Regions from separate parts of the Sminthopsis crassicaudata genome. Here region 2 is linked to region 1. Evidence: chromatin contacts called from public Hi-C data. All regions are on one chromosome and are shown on one strand. The core of a region is the stretch at or near the end of the contact, and the rest is flanking DNA. Distances in the headings are between cores, read along the strand shown.

Region 1 (6,536 bases), core at 2,771-5,270:
CTATCCCCTGGAGTGATAAATTAAAAGAAAGAGTAATCAGAAAACACCAAGCAGAGTTGATATCATTCGTGTTGGGTTCTCCCACACAAGTCCAGGAGGAGACAAGGGAATCCATTGCATAGTCTGGGAAGATTTTGCTTGTTGCTACAAAGGAAACAAGCCACAGAACTGAACTCCCACTCACTACTTTCAGTGGAGCAAAGGTTGGGTGGAGAGAGGTCAAAGGCAACCAGTGGGGAGGAAAGACTGATTCACCAGGCAGACTCTGCTGATGATTCAGGAATAGGCAGAAAATAGCCAGGGCTTCTCCCCATTGTCAAGGGATGAGGCACTTCCTCATTGCACTGCAGAGCAAAATGGGAGGAGAAGGAAATGGAACTATTTGTATGTAGCCTTACATCTATACTAACATCTAACCTTGCTTATACAAGAAGTCCCCAAAGCCCTTTCAATTTTAAAAACTTAAAACTAAACTAAAACTTTTGGAACATCCTATATTTGGACATTTCAGTCATTTACCTTCCCCCTTCTTTCCTACTAAAGTCTAAGTTTCCTAAAGGCAATGCCATAATATTCATTTTTATATTCCTAGTAGCCCCTAGCACAGTATACCTGAGGCTCCAGTCCCTTCTCTGGAACCTCAAACCAGCATGCAAATAGTAAACTAAAGGGTAGAGAAAGGTGGCTTCTAATTCTTTCATTCTTCCCTTACCATCCAGAATGCATCCAGAAGCATCGAAAAATTAGACAATGGGCAAATGAATTTGCTGTCACCATTAGTCCACCACAAACAAGCTGGCTGTCATGATGCTGAGTAGTTGTTTTGTTTAGTCCTATTAGATTTGCACTAATACTTTCTTTGATGGTCAATAGCATAGACAGGTAAAATACATTTGGTGATATAATTTTCCACCATGGAATCCTGAGACTCAGACTTCCATTGTATCACACTCATAAAAACAATCTCACTCAAAAAATCTTTTCTCCATTACGCAATGTTAGTCTTCCAAGCACCAGCAAGGATTGTGCTGCAGCAGTCCATAAAAAGGAAGATGTATTGAAGCCTTTGAAGGGTTGATACTATGGAAAAGTGATATGATTTTAAAGGTTATCTAAGGTCTTTTTGATCTACAGACTCCTTAGCATAGCTTCAAGGGGGAGGAGTTAGAATGGTAAAAGTCTGGGAGAGGTAAATTTCAAGATATGGAAATTTATCATAAGGATAGATGAGAGCTAGAAGGGACCATACAGATCATCCAATACATTTCTCCCACTTTAAAAGTGAAGAAACCAGGATTCATCCTCTTCCATGTCCAAACTGTTGACAAGGCTTGTCAATTTTACTTTTGCCACGTCTTTCAGATTCACCTCCTTCTCTCACTCATGTTGTTGTTTGGTCATTATTTTCCAGTCATTTCCTACTTTTCATGACCCTGTTTGGGATTTTCTTGGCAAAGATACTGGGAGTGATTTGCCATTTTCTTCTACAACTCATTTTACAATAAAGAAACTGAGGCAAATTGGGTTAAGTGACTTGTCCTGAGTGATGGAGCTACTAAGTGTCAAAAGTCAAATTTGAACTTCTTAAAAGTTTTCCAGAGTCTAGGTACTCTATCCACTTTGTCACCTAGCCATTGTTGTAACTCATGCCTGGACTATTGAAATACCCTGATGTCGAGTCAGCCTGCCTCTTCTCTCCCTCTCCCATCTGTCTTCAATTCATCTACTCAAGTGAATTTCTTTAAGAAAATTGTATTTTAACCGTTCCAACTGATCAGTAATGAACAGAACCAGCTACACCCAGCGAAAGAACACGAGGAAAAGAGTGTGGACCACAGCATAGCATTTGCATTCTTTCTGTTATTGTTTGCTTGCATTTTTGTTTTTCTTCCCAGGTTATTTTTACCATCTTTCTAAATCTGGTTTTTCTTGTGTAACAAGATAACTGTATAACTATGTATACATATATTGCATTTCACATATTTAACATGTATGGGACTACCTGCCATCTAGGGGGGGGAGGTAGGGGGAAGGAGGGGAAAAGTCGGAACAGAAGTTTTTGCAAGGGTCAATGCTGAAAAATTACCCATGCATATGTTTTATCTATAAAAAGCTATAATTAAAAAAAAATTTATTTTAAATACAACTCTAATCATGTCATTCACCTACTCAGTTAACTACAGTGGTTTTCTATCACCCGTAGGATCAAATTCAAAATCTTCTGTCTGGCATTCAAAACCCTTTTAACCTACATCCCCCTCCCCCCCACATATATACAAACACACCCTTCCAATCTTACAACTTGTAACTCCTCTTTGTACTTTCCTTTCCAGTGACTGTTCTCTTATTCTTCCAAAAGACACTCAGTCTCTTAACTCAGTATTTTCACTAGCTGCCCCCATGCCCAAAAGTTCTCCCTCTTCATTTCTGCCTCCTGGCTTCCCTGGCATCTTTCAAACTCTGGCTGAAATGCCACCTTCTGCAGGAAACCTTTCCCAATCCCTCTTCATTCTAACATCTTCCCTCTATTGGTTAATTCCTATTCATCATATCATATGTACATACACACATGCGTATTCATACATGTGACCTGTACATATATCTTGTTAGCATTTTGCACCCACGTGATGGAGTTCCATATTGGGATGACTAGAAAGGTTCTAGCGACATAGTTTCTGGGAGATTTGATCATTTTACTAATAAGGCCTCTGGGGTTACTAATTGAGAAAAAGATCATTTGACTGTCTCTCAGGCAATGATGGAGGGCTCAAGATGAAGATTCCTCCTCAGAGAGTAGTGTTCCGGGAGCGGCTGCACAGGGAAGCTGTCTCCAGGCTCAGGCCGCCCCCAGCCTCGGCTATCTGGACAAAAGGACTGTCTGCACTCAGCTAAAATTCCTTTTAATTTTGGGTCTGGTCACGACCCAGGAGAGATCATCCAGTCTTGTCATTAGTCGTGTCACTCACGGGGATGTCTTTAAAGTCAGGACTGTGGAAGCCGAGCAGTTTCCCCAGGATATTGTTCATTTATTTCCCCAACATATAACGGATGAAACGTGATCACACGTGTTCTGTATACGTGTGTGTGGACATACAAGTGTGCATGTTCGAGTGGTCTGCGCCTCGCCCTCGCGTTAGATCTTGGGCCCAAGAGCAGGATTGTCTTTCAATGTCTGACGCGGTGCCCGGCCCAAGGCTGGCATCTGACCGGTGCCTCCTATTGACTGTATGTGAGCCCTGAGCGGTACCTCCCCCCAAAAACCAAAAACCATCTGTTTGCTTTCCAGGGAGGTGCGTTTTACTGGCGGCGGAAGGCGGCTGGAAGAGCATCCGCAGCGCCCTGGGTTCCCTCTCCCCTCCGCTCGGGCGGAGACGGGTTATAGCAGGCGGTCCGGGTCGGGAGCACCGGGGCTCCGCAGGTCCGCGCCCCGCCGTTTAGGGGACGCCCAGGACAAGGAGGGGGAGCGCTCGGGTGAGGTTACACCGAATATCGGTGACCGAGGCGATGGAATACATAGACCAGACAATGCGGGCAAAACGACGAGCCCGGTGCCCGGTCCCAGGACCGAGCGCAGAGAGGTGCCCAGCGCCGAGGACCGGACCGAGGCGCACACGCCGAGCCGGCCAGCGGGCCAGCAACAGAAGAGCCGGGAAGATCCGGGCGCGAGAGCGAACCCGCGCGCCAGACTGGGAGGAGGGCTCTTCCCGCCGGAAGTGACGCGAGCTCAATCCCAGCCCGGCTCTCCCCAAACAAAAGGGATCTTGGGGCCCCGGGAGGAGCCTGAATGACATTGGAGAAGCCCCGCCTTCCTGCGGCGCTGATTGGCCAGGGAGCCGCGGGGCTGAAGTGACAATTGGCTCGGAAAGCTGTCAGGGCACGGACCCGGCGGGGGAGGAGGAGAAGAGGCTCGAGACTGTGGATGGGGAGCGGGAGGCGGAGGCGGCGGCGGGGAGCGGAGCCCGGAGCGCCGGGAAAAGGTAGGAGCGGCCGGGCCGGGCACTCTGGGGCCGTTTACGGGGAGACCGGGGTCTCGAGAGAAAGGTGAGGGCGGGACTGCCGACCTCCCCCGAGGTCCCCAGCACCCTATTCCCCGAGGGGGCGGGGCCCCCTCTTCCTCCTCCGCTGCCCGCGCCCCCTATTCCCGGAGGAGGCGGCGCCCCAACCTTTGAGGGGATCCCGGGTCCCGCCCCAACTCGGGCTGGGCCGCAGACCCCTTCCCCGCGCCCCACCCACCCCTCGGGGACCCCTCCCCTCCGTGCCTCCCGGGTGGAGAGGGGCTCCCCGCGTCCCCGCCCCTCGCCCCCTCCGGCCTCGACAGCTCCCCCTCCCTCCCCGCCACCTGCCCCATCTCGCTGGGACTGCGCCGGGGGGCTCGGGTTTTATTGCCAGCGCTTCTCTCGGCGCCCCCTCCCCATTCCGGCTGGTACGCGCACCCCCCCAGCATCCCTAACTGAAAAGGGCCTCGGGGCCGGTCCCAGCCCGTTCCCAGCGCCTCCCCCGGTCAGCCCCGGACGTCTTCTGGTCTCCCCCCTTCTCTGAGCTGCGAGGCTGGACGTGGAGGAGCCCATCCGGCTGCTGGCAGCCGCAGTCCCCCAGCTTCCGCGCCATTCTCCCGTTTGGGGAGCCCGGGAGCCCTGCTCTCCGCTCGCATTCCCCGGGGAGCTCGAGGTTCTGCCCCCCGTTACTGGGAGCCGGACGGCTGCCGAAGTTGGCTAATGGGAGAACTTGACGAGTGTGTAGCTTATAAACAGGCGATGAATAAGTTAGGATCCTTCGGGTGGGCGCGCCATAGAAATGTAAATAAGGACATTAGTCTAGTGGCCGCTGCTTGGCTGGTTGCTGTGGGAGACTTGAATAACCTTGAAAGGTGTAAATCTTGAAACAAAAGGCAGGAAGTGTTTGAAGGAAAGCCCGGGTCCCCTGGGCGGTGGGTTTATGATTAATCTGGTTTAATGGCCTTTCGTTCCTTTCTTCTCGATCCACACCCACCTTAAGGTGCTGGAGGTCTTTGCTATAGTTTAAAATATCCGTAGGTAAAACTACTTGCAGTTTTGGCTTTGCAGGAATAGTATTTTCTGCAGAATGGAGAAGGCAAAGTAGTTGACTAAGGTAAAACTGCGTGGGCCCCAGCTGTAACTAAGCTGGAGGATATTCCTCGTGTAAGGAAGCAAGCGCGTATTTATTAAGCGGGTACTCTATGCCAGCAAGCCCCGTGCTAAACAATTTACAGATATCTTTTATTCCTCACGAAGATCTGGAAGGGAAGTGCTATGATTATTCCCTTCTTACATTTGAGGAAACTGAGGGGTAGACAGTGATGAAGTGATTTACTTAAAATCACTGAGCTAGTATTTATTTGCCAAAGGATTTTCCGAATTAAGGTCTTTTAGACTTTAAATTCAAATTCACTTGCTAGCCCTTATTTCCTTGCATATGAGCTATGGGAGGATCCTTAGAGATTTCCTCGTTTGATCCCCTCGTTTTCCTGTGTGCTTCAGTGACCTCTCTATAATAGAATATAGCTTACATGACTCAATTTCAGGCCTTTTCACTACTAGTCCAATGTTCTCCATTCACTGTATTCGAATTAGCATGAGTGCCATTGAATTGACAATAGATGTCCAGTGGTGTAATACTTTGCATGTATAAAAATTCTTCATATGTTTTAATATTACTTCCTTTATTCTCATTAAATCATCCTTCATGTTGATGTAGTATTGGAGTGGTGTTCATTGTGACAAAATGCTTAGAATTAGAGTCATCAAGAGTGTACGTTCTAAGGAGATACTAACTATTGCTTTTACTTCCAAGTTGATAAGCACTGTTAAGTGCCTACTAGATGTTAATAATGCAGCTATGTGTGGAAATGGATTGAGTGCCAAGTTTAAAATCATGAAGATCTGAATTCAAATGTGGCCTCACATACTAGCCCCATTTGCCTCAGTTTCTTCATCTGTAAAATGAGCTAGAAAAGAAAATGTCAAACTACTCCAGTATCTTTGCCAAGAAAACCCTGAATGGGGTCACAAAGAGGAGGGCACAACTGAACAATAATTAACAATAGCAAGCAATTCTATGGCACCTAAAGCTTGGCAAAACACTTTACAGGTGTTACCTTTTGACCCTCACTGCAAATTGGTCCTGTAGGTGCTATATTATGCCCATTTTCAGATGAAAAAACATACAGAGCAGTTAAGTGACTCCCTCTGGGTTACACAGCCTACAGTTCAAAGTTTTGGAGATAACTAAGAAAGGCAATTCTAGTTACAAAGTGTATCTCTAAGTCCCCAAGGGTAATGATTTGTGAATTGTAAATCTGAATCCATTCTTCCTTCAACTGAGATCTTTTTAAAGGTTATTTCCTGGAAGACCAAAAAGAATTGAGACTGATTGGAAGCACTTGGAGGGTTATATACTATCTATGTGGAGATATTAACCCATGGCCTCCTCAGCCAACTACAAAAACTATAAGGGAATGGTTAAGATGGAGTACAGAATATAAAGTTAACTTAAATGTATCCAAAGAAATTAATTGC
Region 2 (6,536 bases), core at 1,046-3,545, 210 kb after region 1:
AAAAAGAGGGATGGAAATTTGTCCTCAGCGAATACTGCAAACACTGAGTGATGAGTGCAGCAAAAGGAACAGATAAGAGAAGTGACTTTTTTCATGTTTTGGCTGCATTTCAGAACAAGGTTTGCTAGACTCATTGTGGTTGAACTGCCCAGGATAAGTAGTAATAAAGATTGGGCAGGACCCTCAGGAAAAGGAACATTCTATTTTCCACTTCGTGCTTCACCGCGGTGAGAAGGGCCAGGCTCCTCAGGGGCAGCCTTGTTTCTAATGTTCTGTGTGCTGTCCCACCTCCTCCACCTCAACCCAGACCCAGTGCCCGCTACTTGATCTTCACCATTATCTTCTTTTCATTTTACTTTCATATTCTACTTTTATTACAATTTATGCTTTATTATAAATTATACCCTATCTATAAAGGCAAAAGGAACATCCCTCTTCTTTGTATGGCCACAGTTTCGGATTTAATGCTAGGAAGCCCTGGCGGTGAAATTCTCTCAGCAGCTTGTCAGTTTCGGAGAGCTCCTAGGAGAATGCCTTGGGCGGGGTTTCATAGGCGGCCCGCTGCCTCTCAAAACAGCTCCTTCCAAAGCGAGCATGAAGGCCCACGCTGGTGTGCATGAGAAAATGAGGCAGAGAAATGAACCAGCCTTCAAAGTCACTGAGGCGGAAGTGTCCGAACCCGCTTCTCTCTCTGCAAGCCCAGGGAAGGATGCTCATGGTCTATCTACCGAATGGACTTATGGACAATTTTTTGTGGCCGTGGAATCAAACTCAAAAAGGGGGGGAGAGGGGATCCTAATCCATGAAGATCCTAAAACGCGGCGTTATGATTCTTTATTGTGTTTTTATCGACTTGATTAAATATCCCAGTATCTTAATCTGTCCGGACGCAGGGGAGTGCGGCCAGTCTGACATTTCTGGCTTAGTAAATCTCATCGTTTCGAGCCCTATCCCAACCAGGAGAGGAAGAAAAAATGAGATTTTTGCTGATTATTAAAAAAAATAATAATAATAATGTTTAAGAGAACAGAACATCTAGCTATAGATGCAATGCAATCATTTGTACCCAAAGTTTTAAACTTAAATTTAGGCTTTAAAACGGGTAAAAGATTCTTTTGGAACAGTTCTTTATTAAGCGGACGCTACGAGCAAGGTGTTGGGGATGTAAAAGTCAAAGAATACCAATACAGTAAAGTTTCTGTCCAACCGGCATTGATGCCCGGGACTGCGAGATCTCCCAGCGTCCCACTCTGTGAAATGGGGTGGCGGGTCCTGAGGGGAGGCCAGAGCAAGCCCAGCCCTCCGCTACCGGGGTTAAAGGGCTTGGGGCGGGGGAGGGGGGGAAGGTCGGTAATTAAGGGTAAGCGCCTCTCCAGAGCTCCACTCTCAGAAGAGGAACCGGCGCGGCTGAGCTCCAGCTCACGTAGGACAAACAGCTGGAGAAAAGAAGAAAGGAAGGGAACGCTTCTCCCCCCCCCTCCCCCTCCCCTTTTCCTCCCCGCCCACGTCCCGGGACCTAGGGGCCCCGCGCCCGCCCTCCTCCCCGGGCCCCCGCCTCTGGGCCGCGGCCTCTCACCCGCCGCCAGGTTCTCACACAGCCTCAGGGGCACCCTTAAAGCGTAGAGCAGCCCCAGGCCGGCCACGACCCACAGCGAGACGCCGGCCCCTGCTAGCCCGGCCCGCAAGCGCTGGGCCCAGCCCGCGCACGAGCCCCGGCCCTCGGGAGGGGGAGGAGTGGGCGCCGTCGAGGCTGCCGCCGCACCGCCGCCGCCGTCCGCCATCTTGCAGGTCCCGCGGACGCTCTGCCGGGAGGAGGCGGAGGCGGCGGCGGGAATCCTGGGATAGCGGCGGACCTGAAGGCAGTTCGGACCATGATGAGGCACCTTAGAAAACCCGGGAAAGACGAAATATGCCCTCCCTTCCGGCCCCGGATCCTCGGGGAGGGGCTGGGGGGAAGAACTGTTCTCGGACGGGACTGGAATCATAGTCCATTCTGGAGAGTTGGTTATCATTACTCGAGGCTGTGCCGAGGCTGAATCCCCATGGTCGCTCCCCTCCCCCACTCCTCCCCTAACGGTTCCTAAGAGTCGGGGAATTAAGCCATACTCTGGGCACAGCGGGAGCAATCACTGCTACCCGGCGCTCCCAGCCTCTGCACCGTTATGAGAAGGGCCAAGGCCCATCATGGTAGTCAGTGCAAGGGCGAGAAAATGAATGGCTAGAGAACCTCCCGAAACAAGCATGGCCTTCCGAGCCTCTTCCGTTCAGTGCCCTTAGCGGACATGGCGCAGCGGCGGACTGGGTTTCCGGGAGCTTTCCCCACCCCCCGCCTCGGGTTCAGTCATCCCGCTTCCTTCCCGGCCTGCTTCGCGCGAGCCTCCGGGCTGGGCCAGAGCAGCCCAAGATGGCCGACTTCGAGGATCGGGTGTCGGATGAGGAGAAGGTAGGGACCGGACCGCCCTTCGCCTCCCCCCACTTTCCCCCGGCGACTCGCTAGGATAGGGGTTCGGCCCGGCTGGATTGGGGCCTTGAGGGGAGCCCCCAGGAAAAAAGGCCTGCGCTGGGCAGGGCCCTTGGGGCGTGCGGCACTTGGGGCGCGCACCTTGTCCGACTTCTCCCCAGAGGGTTTCCAGCCGCCTCCCAGTGGCCCCAGTTCCTCATTCCTCCCGTCGGGTCCGAACCTCTGCCCCTCCCCGGGGCCACGTATCCGCAGCCTCCAGAGAGCCGTGGGTCTCCCTGCTGAATACTATCCGTGAGCTTCTTTTTAAAATGGGGGGGAGGGAACAAGTCGCGACTTGTCGCGACATGACACTTCTCTCTTCCCCCACCCCCTTTCTCGTTTTCTCCTCTCCCCATGACCCCACTCTACTCCCCAAGTTACAGGCGTGACAGGGACTGTGGCAGGGCGAGTCACTTCCTGGTCTGGGTGGCCTCCTTTTATTTATTTATTTTTCTTTTTTTCCGCCCCTCCTTTCTCTGGAAGGACTGAGACTGTCCGGACTCCACCTCGACTGGGCGAGGCTGCGGGTGCCTGCCCTCAGGGAGCCCCGGTCGGCCTCTGCTCTCCCCCTTGCTCCCCACCGGGAGTCGGGCTCTGCCCTCTGGGAGCTGGCTCCGGACCTGGCTCCCGAGCATCTCCCGTAGGGCTCTTCGGGCTGGGTCGCAGAGCCGGCAGCAAGGGTCTGTTTGGACTGGGCCGGTGCCCTGTATCCGGAGCCCCTCCCTCTGGCTCGGCTGCTGAAATGAGCTTCGAGAACCGTTTGGGAAATCGTAGAGAAATTTACTAGACTGTGAGGCCGGCAGACTGGCGGGGTGGGGGGAGAGCTTCCAGGCTGGTCCAGTTTTCCCGATTTAGGGTCCGCAGCTTTTTTAGGTTGGGTTTCACGGACGGACTCCCACATGCTTTTCAGGAATAGAAGTTGATTTGATGCTGGAAGACCTAAATCGTTCACTTATTTTGAAGTACAAGTCATTAATTAGAATTTTTCCAGTCCCCAAACAATGGCCAACTTAACGTTTTGAAGTAAGAATTACAATAGAATTTCCGTGCATCAAAGGATTTGGACTTGCTGGATTCTGTTAAATGACTTTGGATATATTATACATATAGATTACCATCTGTTAATTATTTTTAAGAGAATGATTTATAAGAACATAAAGCAGAGAAATAGCTTGTTGTGTAGAATTATTACATAAGTGGGTTGACAAATGTTTAATGCCATTTAGTTGATAAAATATCACAATCTCATGAGTTGGAAGCCAATTAATCCAACTTATACTTGAGCAGAATCCCTTCTATAGTGTACCAATAAATGTTTATCGTGCCAGTTCTGGAATGTCTATGGTGATAGTGAATCCACAATCCCATTTACTTTAGGATAGTTTTAATTATTAGGAAATTTTTCCTTACATGGAGAGTAAATTTACTTCTTTGTAATTTCCCCAAATTGCACCTCTGCTTATTGGGGTCAAGCAAAACTATTGCCATTTCTCATCTAAGAGTTATCTTTCAAATACTTGAAGACAGCCAGGTCCCCTCTTCTTCTCCCTGTAGTTTTCTCTAAGCTAAAGAAATAGTCACAGAGTCACAGCTCTTATTGAGTTTGAAGTCTGTTTTTTTTTTTTGTTTGTTTGTTTTTTTTCCTGAGGTAATTGGGGTTAAGTGACTTGCCCAGAGTCACACAGCTAGGAAGTGCTCAGTGTCTGAGGTCAGATTTGAACTCAGGTCCTCCTGACTTCAGGGCTGGTGCTCCGAGCCACCTAGCTGCCCCCAGTTTGAAGTCTTATAAAACTTCAGGTCTTTTTTCCTAAGAATTGGCATCTATCAATGCCTCCTTTGTCTTGTATTTGTAAAGTTGATTTATTGAATTCAAGTGCAAAATTTTGCATTTATCCCTAATGTTAGGTTCAATCCTGGTCAGTCCTGTAACTCTAAAATAAGTAGAAATGACTTTCAGATTAATTATGATATATACCCTTCCATTGGTGTAGGTAATTGAGAAGTTAATACTAAGGTTCCTTTCTAACAAATCAGTATTGTAATATCCGGGCTAGCTTTCTGGAGGTCCTCATGACAGGCCTTGGTCTCAAGCAGGATAGTCAGAATAGAGTCTAAAATCTTTATTGTCTCCTTCACAGTCTGTTCATTCTGACTCAGCCCCCAGTTCTTTTAAATACCCTATTACAATTACATCATTACAGTATACTGAGTATATGCCGACTAGAGTGGTTATATCATTATATCATACTAGATACATGTGAACTAGAGAACAATTAATTCCATTGAGTTAACACCTTGTTTCAAATATACTTCTCCAGAGTTCTAGCCCTTTACAAGTGTGATTTTGGTCTAGTTTTGTTTTGCTTTATTTTTTTTTTTTTATGCGAACACATTGCTAGCAGACATCTGGCTTTCACACTTCCCCCTTCCCCAACTCAGTTTTCAAGATTTTTTTGGAAATATTTCATTTTGTTATGTGACTAGATTAGGAGATTTTTTTCCCCCTCTTTCATATGAGTACATTGGAATTTTGGAGATGGTAAGAAATAAAGGATTTTACTCATTTGCAGAATAATAACTATTGCCATCAGGCGGAGTGTTTTACATAGAAGTTCTCAAAAAATATTTGTAGATTGAGCTATAAAGACCCCAAAGCCTTTTCTCACCACATAATATATACATATATGGTATACCATAAGGAATTTTATTATGTAAAATGACTATTAGTAATAACTATTTTCCCCACATCAACACTATTGAGGAAGGTAGATAAGAGGCTTCGAACACAAGTTTTAATATCAGTTCCTTAATCATAGAATCTTTGATAGGTATTTGTCTTTCTCACCAAAGCCTAGCACAGGTTTTGTTTGTAACATAGTAGGCATTCACTAAACTCTTGTTAGTCTTAAGTTTTATGCAAAAGAGAACTGAAGCTTAAGACTAAACTTAACTAAAAAGATTAAGGAACTTTACCTACAACTGCCTGTTCTTGGAACTGGGATTTGATTGAAATGATTTCCATTAAACTCACTTCACTGACTAGAAGAAATATTGCAGGGCACACTTTGTAATTAATTAGATAAACAAAGCATTCTTTTTAGGGCTTATGAAAATAATTTTGTAGACTAGTAGTACACCTTGATGTATCAGAAAGAACCAGTCTTGAAGTCAAAAGAACCAAGATAAAGTCACAAACTTTACTAACTGTAGGTAGTTAGGTAATTCATTGAATAGAAACCTGGACCCGGAGGCAGGAAAACCTGAGTTTAAATCCAGCTTCAGACACTTAATAGCTGTGGGATCCTGGGAAATTCCCTTAACTTCTTTATTCCTCAGTTTCCTCATTTGTAAAATGGGGATAATAAAATAGCACCTCCCTCCTGCTATCTACAGTGTGATCTTCAAATATCAGAGCCTCCTAAGTGAATGTGATACCTGTCTTACCTAATGTTGTGGCCCTATGCTACCAGTCAGAAGTCAACATTTACCAAGGATTACCATGTATCAGGTTCACTGTGTGAATCATTACTAAATAAGTAAATTTTTTAGTTTTGCTCAGTTAAAATAGGCATAATTCTTTCCTGACATAAAACACGTATCTGTGGCCCCACTGTAATCAGTCATGCTCATTTTAACACTTTCTTTCTTTCTGTTTTTAATTATTCTTAGTCCAATGAATTAGATATTAAGAAAATATTGTTTTGGTTACTATGTTTATGGTTATGGATGTTTTAAGGTTGAGAAAAAAAATTAGGATTCTTTAAATTAGATTTTAGTCTTCTCTCCTTCACAGTAGTGATGTTATTAAAAATATATATTTTTTAAAAAGCTAAAAATTTGGAACCCTTAATTTGTTTTCCAGTTTTTTGCAGGAAAATCTGAGTTTTCTGCTGTTTCCTCTTTTGAATTGTGACCTTATGTACATTTTGGTTTGGCAGAGGTCGTAAACAGAAATGGTTTAAGAGGGTTTTTGTTTCTGGTTTTGGCATGAGTTTTTGGAAGAATATTTTATTGTCTTTTGATATCACATTTATTT

What was found. Hi-C and Micro-C count contacts between places; a contact is called where the count stands out from the background.
Region 2: a contact with region 1 is called in a Hi-C map of fibroblasts, with 6 times the contacts expected there. The contact joins the promoter of CAPZA1 here to the promoter of CTTNBP2NL in region 1. A contact is called at or near these places in 2 of 2 Hi-C or Micro-C datasets (fibroblasts and hippocampus).

Annotation. Positions count from the first base shown.
Region 1 is chr4:431,052,970-431,059,505 of ASM4859323v1, forward strand. CTTNBP2NL (CTTNBP2 N-terminal like) reads left to right here and starts at 4,021. Exons shown (of 6, transcript XM_074263068.1): 1 at 4,021-4,041.
Region 2 is chr4:431,265,237-431,271,772 of ASM4859323v1, forward strand. It overlaps CAPZA1 (capping actin protein of muscle Z-line subunit alpha 1), which reads left to right and starts at 2,296. Exons shown (of 10, transcript XM_074263073.1): 1 at 2,296-2,443. The coding sequence starts at 2,405. It overlaps ST7L (suppression of tumorigenicity 7 like), which reads right to left and starts at 1,855. Exons shown (of 16, transcript XM_074263069.1): 1 at 1,577-1,855. The coding sequence starts at 1,781.